Linked DNA regions of Mus musculus: region 2 is linked to region 1. A link is a contact called in public HiChIP or PLAC-seq data. All regions are on one chromosome and are shown on one strand. The core of a region is the stretch at or near the end of the contact, and the rest is flanking DNA. Distances in the headings are between cores, read along the strand shown. Region 1 has its middle 140 kb from the start of Gm46585. Region 2 overlaps Pde10a (phosphodiesterase 10A).

Evidence for each region. HiChIP or PLAC-seq counts read pairs in DNA pulled down with a chosen protein or histone mark.
Region 2: an H3K27ac HiChIP or PLAC-seq map of T-cell acute lymphoblastic leukemia shows a contact between it and region 1, with 4 times the contacts expected there. The contact joins two enhancer-like sites. A contact is called at or near these places in 2 of 15 datasets of contacts at CTCF or cohesin (the NIH/3T3 cell line and large pre-B cells), 13 of 484 Hi-C or Micro-C datasets (B-cell progenitors, the G1E-ER4 cell line, bone marrow-derived macrophages and 8 more), 5 of 115 datasets of contacts at active chromatin or transcription factors (T-cell acute lymphoblastic leukemia, embryonic basal ganglia, embryonic hindbrain and 2 more) and 1 of 9 other capture datasets (pancreatic islet).

Annotation. Positions count from the first base shown.
Region 1 is chr17:8,590,488-8,595,272 of GRCm38.p6, forward strand. It overlaps a transcript of Pde10a not described here. Among named protein-coding and RNA genes, the nearest start is that of Gm46585, 140 kb to the right of the region's middle. Within about 2 kb of position 2,369, at least 15 of the 459 cell types and tissues checked have an H3K27ac peak or open chromatin away from gene starts, as enhancers often do. A contact at or near this core is called in T-cell acute lymphoblastic leukemia, where this site is marked.
Region 2 is chr17:8,923,097-8,927,881 of GRCm38.p6, forward strand. All of the region lies in intron 3 of Pde10a (phosphodiesterase 10A), which reads left to right. Among named protein-coding and RNA genes, the nearest start is that of 1700010I14Rik, 63 kb to the right of the region's middle. Within about 2 kb of position 1,850, at least 19 of the 459 cell types and tissues checked have an H3K27ac peak or open chromatin away from gene starts, as enhancers often do. A contact at or near this core is called in T-cell acute lymphoblastic leukemia, where this site is marked.

The DNA of each region.
Region 1 (4,785 bases), core at 1,119-3,618:
AAAGAGAGACAGAGATAGAGACAGAGAGAGAAATGAGAGACCATTGTTGAACACGTATACAGCTGTCAGATGACACTGCTCTGCAAAGCAAGAAGGAACCAGAGGAGGACAGGTATCCTGCGTCATCCAGGCATGCTTGTTTCTTGGATAGCTTTTTGATCAGACAGTCTTGAGAAGAGACCCATAGGATTGAGGGAGAAATGTGTAGAGCTGCTGGGGGGGGGGGATAAGGGAGGGTAGGAGTTGAGGGGTCACAGAGGAGGCCAGGTCAGGCTTTGAAAGCCACGGTACACTTGGCATTTACTCTGAGAAGATGGATAGGCAGTGTGTGTGCTCTTGGAGCAGCAGGAAGATGACCGATCCTATCCGTGAAGCATGACTGGTGGGTGGAATGTGGGGCCCGATGAGACGCTTTGGTGATGTACAGGGTGGACTGTGTGAGGGCAGCGCAGGGGTGGCATGACTTAGGGGTGTTGTAGCAAAAGGGTTGCATGGGTGCGTGCATGGTGGTGCCTATAAAACCGACAGGTAAATGTTAAGTCGAAGAGGAGAGCCAAGCAAGCACTAGAGATTATCATACGAGCACGGGAAGGCAGCTTCCTTGCCTCAGACGTCACTTGGTCTCACAGAAGGGAAGTAACACACAATGTAAGCTGACCTAACACCCAGGGTGGGACTCCCAAACTGAGCAGGATAAGTCATAATGTGTGCAGATCTTCCTGATTGGCTGTCCCAGGAGTGGGAAGAGAGGGAACAGAAATGGAGGGGATTCTAGGCTGGACTATGGCATAGAGAGGGGGTGACAGGCAGACTAAGGGGAGAAGCTCAGAGGTCAGACTTCTCCATCTGTTATTCTGTAGTGTGGCTCTGAGCTCACCATCTTGCCAGTGTCCCCGTTTCTCTCCAGCGTTCTTCAGAGCTACCAGGATCGCCCCTGTATGGGATCCTGTGTTTGTGGCTCCTCCACTCCGGTCTCACTCTCCTTCAGCTGATCTCCTTATCTCTTTCCCCACTAAACATCAGAAAGCATCCTGCCCCAGAGCCATACACTGGGTCCTTTTTACTCTCTTTTGTTTAAGTCACAGTGTCTAACCCATAGCTTTTAAATCACGCGACTTAGGATAACTATGAATGTGGCCCAACAAAAACTTAAACATATTTAAAATACTTTGAGATTTTTTTTTCCTTGCCAGATTTCTTTAGGGGATGGGGGTGTAGGACTAGATTTAAGCAATTCCGTAGAGTTCCATTCTAAAATGTATCTCTGGGAACTGGCCATAATTTTGGAGATGTGTGGTTAGCCCCAAAGCATAGAAATAATGCATGTTCCCTTTTCTCTGTGTTGTATGGGATCCTGGAACATCTGTTAGAACTCTTCCTGATTCTTTTGCACCCCAGCCCAGTGGTCTGTGTATGACCTAGAGTGATAGAGGGTTTTCCTGTGATGACCTCAGAGGCTGGAGAACCTCTGTGGCCACCTCCCTGTGGTTCCTGCAGGGCATCTTGGCCTTAGAATGGGGTGAAATGGGATAAGTGAGTGGCTGAGAGCACATGGGGGCAGGGGGAAGATTCATTGTATGTAGCATTGACAGTTACTTTAAATCTATTTGGGCGAGGGGGGGGGGGACGACGACTCCTTTAAATGGATTCAAAAGTGGAGAAAATCACAACCCATTCATTGTAGCCTACACTAGAGGAGGTTGTTATATCACTAAAGAGAGCACGTACAATCCACAGGCCTTAGCCACAACCCTTAGACATTTAAGGCTTTTCCATTTAAAGGGCAATCTACAAGAGACAATGTTGAGGAAGGTGAGAGAGGGGTCTTTCCTAGAAGTTGGGGTCCAAGAGAACAGGTACCAGGGGCTGACAGATGAACCTAGAATTCCACGTAACAGTCCTCTGCATGGGCTTTGTGGGGGTCCCTCAGTGATAGAAACACCTGTCTTTCCTAAGTCTGGACACACAGGCAGATAAGGTTCTCTTTGTTTCTGGACACAGAGACTCACCCAGCATTTTCACTTGAAGACTGCGCTGTTCTAGATGTTATGACGTCATGAGTCTTGAGTGAAAAGTAGGGAACCCCTGCATGCCTAACAGGGATCTGCTGAGAAGGACAGGGATGTGGCAAGGGCTTCTTCTACCTGCCTGGAGAGGAGTGGGGGTCTGGGAGCTGGGTTACATAGCTAAAGCCATTACCCTGGGCCGATGCTGTGAGATTTGTCGGCTCCATTCCACCAATCCTCTCCCCATCACCTAGTCAAAATTCTTTTTAGAAAACAAATGGCATTGGCCAACTGTCAGGCTCCACTAGATCCTTCCTCCCTGCTCCGCCATCCCCTCATCTTCCCGCGTCTGCTGCCATCTGGCGGGAGAGGAAGAAATCACTCTTTGATCTTAGCTGGGTGAAGTCTATGGGATAGTTTTAGCTTGCAGAGTGGAAGTCTGGCGATCTCTAGCTCCCTGTCAGAGACTCTAAAGTCGCTGGAAACTGCTCTGAGGGAGGAAGTGAGTGGAGTGTACAAAGAAACAGCGAGCACGTGAGCGAGCGAATGAACCGGCGCAGATGAATGACGGGTGAACTGGGAGGATGGAGTGAGCAAATACACAACAAGCACGTGATCACAGACATGCAGGGATGCCTACCTTCCTGGGAAGCTAGGTCCAGCAGCAGCTCAACCCTGGGCGGAGGCTGCTCAGGTCAAACTGAGGAAAGTTTTCAGACCGCTTTCTGTGGAAGTAAGAGCAAACGAGGTCTGGGGAGGGGCAAGTTTTGAACGGACTTCCTGCTCAGGAGTATCATATGAATAATGGCAGGTGTATTGGAAGGATATGGCCCTCCTGGTGCTGATGTCTATATGAATATATGCTGTGGGTATCCAGGCTACAGGGCTTGGCAGAACCATTGGTTTCTCTGACACTGGCATGTTTTCACTGGGAAGCTGTGAGGATGTATGTCGTGGGGCGCGTTGTTGCATGTGAACTCAGGAAGTAGCTGGCTGTTAGTTGTAACAGCAGCGTGAACTCACACCCAGCCATCTCAAAAGCGTTCTCTCTTGACAGGTGCCCGAAGCCTATGTTTCTTAGTATAGCAATTCATACCCTGGATTCTGCATTTGGAAAAATTGTGTACAAATCATCTTAGTTTGTTGATTTATTTTTGCCTTTGGGGGCAGAGTCTGGCTATGTAACATAGGCTAGCCTCAAACACAAATCCTCCTGTTTCTGACTTCTGAGTGCTGGGATGAGAGGCATGCATGTGCCACCAGGCCCTTTAGACATCTGTTCTTGATGGAGATCTCCAAAGGTCAACCCTATCCCCACAAAATCTACTTTGCTAGTTAGGTTTGAGGAATGTGTAGTTGGCAGTCTATCAGCGGATTCTTGGAAGACATGGTGGAACCTAGGACCAAAAAGAACACAGAGCGCAAGCACACAGAGGGCTGTGCTGGAAGATCTTTCATTTTAGAATATTTTAACTTGTTCTCAGATAATTTCATATCATATAGGTATACAATTTATCTTGATTATAACTGACACAAATCCCCCCACTCCTCCCAGATCCTCCAATCATTCTCACCTTCATGTTCTTTTCTTTTAAACAATATAATCCAATTTATTCTACCTGCATGCCCATGGGTGTTGGATCATCCATAGGAACATGGACAATTGACTATAGTTCACATCCTGGAAGAGAAATGGCACCTGCTTAGCCTGCCCTCAGCAGCCACCACTTGCCAATAGCTCCTCAGCTATTATGAGTGGTCTCATAAGTTCTGCCCTCACCCAAGCTGGAGTGTTTATTGGCTTAAATTTGCATAAATCCCTCCCTCATCAATTCTGGAGTGTTGATTGGCTTGATGTTGTATTGCTGGTGCTGAGAGCTCATTAGAGGGTTTTTGAGTGATTGAGCTCTGCCATGCTTGAAAATATCAGGCTTTTGCTTGCTTGCTTCTTCAGCCTGTGGTTAATTATATTTCCTGTCTCAGGAGTGATGCTGGCCAAATATTCAAGACTTAGCTGGTCTGTGTCTGAGCTCCTCTCCTTCAGGGTCTCTGGTTGAACAGCTGTTAGAACATGAACTGTGTATTCTTACATGTTTATGGGATGTTTCCTCTGAGCCACACTCTGTCCAGAAAACAAAGCAAAGATTTTAGCCATCGTGGACATTATGTCACAGAAGGTGGAGATAGGAAAGTGGAAAAATAATAAAATAGGCATATACAAATGACTTAGAATGTTGCAAAGTGGGATGGTTAGCTTAGTCAACTTGATATAACCTAGAGTCAGCAGGAAAGAAAGTTTCTGAGGGACTGTCTGCACTGGGTTTGTCTGTGAGCATATCTGTGGGGTTGTCTTAATTAAGGTAACTGATATGGAAAAACTCAGTCCATTGTGGGTGGCATCATTCCCTAGGCAGGGATTCCTAAGTAGTGTAAGAGTGGAGGAATTGAACTGAACACGGTAAACAAGGTAGTAAACATGGTTTTCTAAGCATTCATGAGGGCTGGCATCTGACACTTTAAACCTTCATGTTTAGTTTATATCTTAGGGCTAGCCTTAACCACAGATTTTCTAGGGAGAGACCATATGTTCTCTCTTCAAAGAGCCAAGCCTGGGAACATAGAAGCTTTCTCTGAGTCCACTCATCAGTGGCTATGATATGACTAGCTGCCTGAAGGTCCTGCCTTGTCTTCCTCACAATGACGGGTCTGTATATTTAACACAGTGACTGCAAATGAAACTAGAATGAGGTTAATGAGCGCACACCTAAAATAGAGAAGG
Region 2 (4,785 bases), core at 600-3,099, 330 kb after region 1:
AAATGCAAATGTAAGATAATATGGCTGATTTTACGACAGGGCTCAGTCAATTCCAAAGCATAAACATGGCTCTGTTGTTAAGAGTGACAGTGAGCACAGAGGCAGCTGGCCTCCGAAGGAAGGGGAGGACCTGGAGTAACTGCCTCCTCCAGCTGACAGCCACAGCTGGCAGATATGACCAAGCATGTGTGTGTAATCCCAGCACACGAGAGAGACAGAAGAAGGAGGCCAGCCTCTTCCACATAGTAAGTTTGAGGCCAGGCTGTACCACCTTAGAGGTGATTTCAAGGTAACCAGAAGGAAACAACAGCAGCAACAACAAAAAACCCCAAACAATGGAAAATAAAGTGAGGACATGTGTAGCATGGGAAAGCTGATTCTTTTAAGCCTAAGTACTCAAGTAGTGGTCACTTATAAAATCTGCAGCCTGGAGGGTTTATGAGTGTAAGTACATACACACCAGGCATACTCTGTGTGTGTGTGTGTGTGTGTGTGTGAGAGAGAGAGAGAGAGAGACAGAGAGACAGAGAGACAGAGAGACAGAGAGACAAAGAGACAGAGACAGAGAGAGAGACAGAGACAGAGACAGAGAGAGACAGAGAGAGAGGTACTAGCTATGTGGTGGCTTTATATGATTCAAGATAATACTTACTGACAAGCCTATGGAAGGCCAGCAGAACCTGTCACTTTGATAATGAACAGATCCAGAAGACTCGGAAAGTGTATCAGTAACGGTCCCTACTGTTGTGACAAAGTACCCAGGAGAGACAACTTGAGAGAGGAGGGGCTTGTTTGGGCTCACAATTTGGAGGAGGATGACAGCCCGTCTTGGTGGGAAAGCCGTTGCAGCCGAGTGGAGCAGCTGTCGCCCTGCAGATGAGATCGGGGAGCAGAGATGGATGTGGGTACTCAGTTCACTTTCATCTTTCAGTGCAGCCCAGCCCCGCCCCACCCCCCTCCCCCCCCAGCACATGAAGTGTTACTGTCTACATGTAGGGTAGGCTGCCCCACCTCAACCAATCTAATCTAGAAACGCCCTCTCAGACATGGCACTCAGAAAGCTTGCTTTCTGGATCCTGCCAAGTTTACGGCATTAACCAAAGCAGTATCCAAAGAACACATCAGAGATGCCAGGTCCCGGACAGGTAAAAGAAAATGGGAACATTCTCAACTCTAAACATCCAATGGCCCAGTGAGTATTTCTCTTCTGGAAAGTCACTGCACCCTAAAGAGGAGGAGCTCTTGGGATGCTTACGAGGGAAGCCAGGCTTCTCACGATCAAACATGTGGTTTGAAGGCTTGAAGTTGCTTCAGGCACTGGAACTTGTGAGTGTATAGAAGAACGCTTTCCCTCCCAGGCTGTGGGTGGTGTGTTTCAGCCTTTAACTGCTGGCTATTCAGGTAAGCCACAGGAGCTGTGGAAGCCTCTAAGGAGCTCTGAGCACACCGGCATCCCAAGTGCATTCAATATAAAACGATTACCGGGGCAAGTCAGTGAGTCCTCCTGCTACCTGGGCACAGCTCTCAGTGTTACTGGATCTGCTTGCTCAGATTTCAAGCAAAGCCCACCGCATCAGCAGTGGATTGAACACACAGACCATTCGTCTATGAAGAGTTGTTTCTGACTGCATGCTGATGGTGCTATGTAAAAGACAGGCACATCCAATGGTAGCCACTGGGAGCCGTTTACTCTGAAGCTCAGTAACGAAGCCACACAATAGCCAGTTCTAAAGACAGGAGCTCAGCATTCCTCTTCCACAAGATTTCAAGCTGTTAACCTGTTTTACCCGACCATTCTCAGCAGCCATAAAGCCACACCAGGGTGTAGATATTTAAAGACATCACGACAGAAGTATTGTTTGAAGCCCAGGTGCACAGCTGCTTCTGGTCCTCTGAAGCCCAGGCAGTGTGAACATTGCTATTCAATGTTCTTCTTTCTTGTGAAGAGAGAAATATAGAAAATACCTACAAACAGTGTGCCTTGATGAATCCATTTGGCCTCCCATCGCAGATTCTCATTAAGGTGTTTGATTTATTTGTCAAAGACATGGCTGCTTGCTCATGCTTTCTTGTTACTTCCCCCAGCAAGAGCACACTGCTGGGAACTTTAATCACTAGAGACGGACACCCTGAAGCCTATATGCTGGTTTCTAGCAGCGATGGAAGTGTTGGAATTGTTTGCTGTTGTCATTGATGACTCTTAACGATTGTATGATTCTCCTTTGCCTGAATTATTATCTGAGTAGCTCTTTGCATCCTGGTGGTCTTTTTTGCTCCAAGTTAAATTAGTTCATATTCATTTTACCAAGCCCTTGAATACAGTATTCTTCATTTTGTTGTTTCCGTTTAGCTTGCATAGAATTGATGGTACTACCTTTTCAGACGCATACCCCATTTGTTTGTAAAATCCTGCCTGATTCCCTCAGCTCAGTGTGAATCCTTTGGGGAGGCTGGCCTCTCCCCTGAGCTGGTGGCCCATGTCTGCTCTCCTTCTATGATGTCTTGCATCTTCTCTAGCTTTCTCCAAACCCCCAATTCTGCTCTCAGGAACAGGCCTTGCTCCTGTTACAGGGGGCGCAGAAGTCCTCAGAGTCTCTTTCCAGGACTGAAAGTGCAGCTACCGTGTCCCTTCTCCCAGACCTCTAGGGTAAGCCTCCTGTGACCCTGTCAGTAACTATTCTTGCCTGTTTTCTGAGGCATTGCCGAAGGTGGATTCCTGGGTCTTGCAGATGCTAGGAGAGTACTCACCACTGAGCAGCCAGCAGTTTCCTTGTCTGCCACTGAGAGTTTAAAATGAATGGTTGCTGGAAGCCAGCCCCTCACTCCATACTATGGTGTGCCTCCCTCTGCCTCTATCTCCGCCTCTGCCTCTGAGGCTTGTGCACTTCATTGGTCATTCCTTGCCAGTGCTCAGCTGGAGAGCAGTTAGGATACTCCAGCTTGTGGTGTCTGCATGACCAAAAAAACCCTTTATTTATAGCTTTGCTTACTTTAAAATGCCTCGACTGAGCTGGAGAGACAGCTCAGCTCGTAAAGTGCTTACTCTGCAGGCTGAGGATGCCAGCCGACTCAGTCTCCAGGATCCACAGTGCAGACAAATGCCAGACGCCCTGGGGCACCACAGTGAGGAGGCACCACAGTGACCACTTGGTGACAGTCGAGGACACAACACAATAAGATTTTGTAGGAGATACCATGACATCCGTCGGGTAGGACTGGACATACTCTGCTTTCTGTTTTCTGGCACCGCACCTGTTGCGAGGTGCTGTCTTCAGTGGAGTTACCCTTGATAAAGGTTGCTCTGCGGCAAGATCAGTGTGAACTGGCACGGGATCCCAGGGTTCGGGAAGCTGGGCAGTGCTGGAACTGACTTCCTTAGCTCTTGATCACAAGCTATCTTAAAGGACAGCTGCCACTTGGCACTCACGTGAACTTTATGAAGTGTTAAAAGTTTTGAAGATGGATAGAGTGCACCCCCTGTCACGTAGATGAGAGACTTAGAGGCCAGAGATGACATTCCATGATGAGCAGTCCATCCATGTCCCAGGATCTCTCTCTGTCTCTCTGTCTCTCTGTCTGTCTCTCTGTGTGTGTATGTGTGTGTGTGTGTGTGTGTGTGTGTGTGTGTGTGTGTATGAAGCTGCTAGGTGCTGACCTCAGTGGGAACAGACTGTTATTAAAGGGTTATTGCCAGACTATGAGAAAGGACTGAATATGGAGACATTTGTAACAGATCTCAGCTATTCATGTGTCTACTTGCTGAATCTTGCTGAAAGCCAGAGATTCAGCTCAATGGTAGAACACTTGTCTGGCAATCGTGAGATCAGGGTTAAGTTCCCAGAATTCACACCCCCACACAAAAACCCCCACCAAATTAACCCCACACATCCTGTGCGGCTTTTGGCATGGTCATTCTCTCTCTCTCTGCTCGGCTGTCCTCCTGGTCAGCGTGTGTCTCAGATAAGCATATTCCCAGGAGTTGGGGAGACTTCAGAGTCAGTAGAGAATCGGTGGGCAGTAGAAAAGAGTGGTTGTGGCTGTCTAATATTCTATGGAGCTCTTCAGAACAATTCACAAAGGAGCCTTCTCAGGCTGTAACCCACACAGTGCTGTTCTGCCGGCTCTGGGATTTGAACTGCCTGTGAGTCTATTCTGTCACCACACTGGCGCCTTTGTAAGATGGGAGTCGGAAAGAGTCTCAAGCTAGGAAAGAGCTGGGGAGTAATAGCAGTCTGTTCCTGAGACCGACCCCAGCAGTAAATCACCACAGATGCAGTCCGGTGGCCCGTGGTCAGGGTAGAGGTCACACCCAGGTCCTCCAGTTTTGGAAACGTAACCACAAACACTTATTGAGGTAGGAAGCTGCAGGCTTGTGGGGAAGGAGGGAAAATGTCTGCTTTATACATTTGTTCGTTGTACGTCAAGGTCCTCGCTCCCCCGGGCCTGGCCTCTCCCATTCTTGATTTAAAACTCTCAAGCCTGTGAGCTGGCTTCCCCCAAGGTTTCATTGACAAGTCTGCTGTGATGATCACATCAAGGTTTCTGCCCGCTCTCCCAGAACTTTACAGTTAGAGATCTGAGAGCATGCCACAGGGCTGTCCCGTTGATAGGGCAGGGGCACCAGATCAGACCATTCTGGTTGCAGCTTTGGTTTTGTCCATTGTAGGGATTCTACTCTCCTCATTTCCAGACAGTGAAGGCAGGCACGTATCCCCCTGCCATCCTGAGGTTTAAGTTGTGAGTGACGTCAGAGAATGATGTCACATGGCAGTGGTATTCATGCTT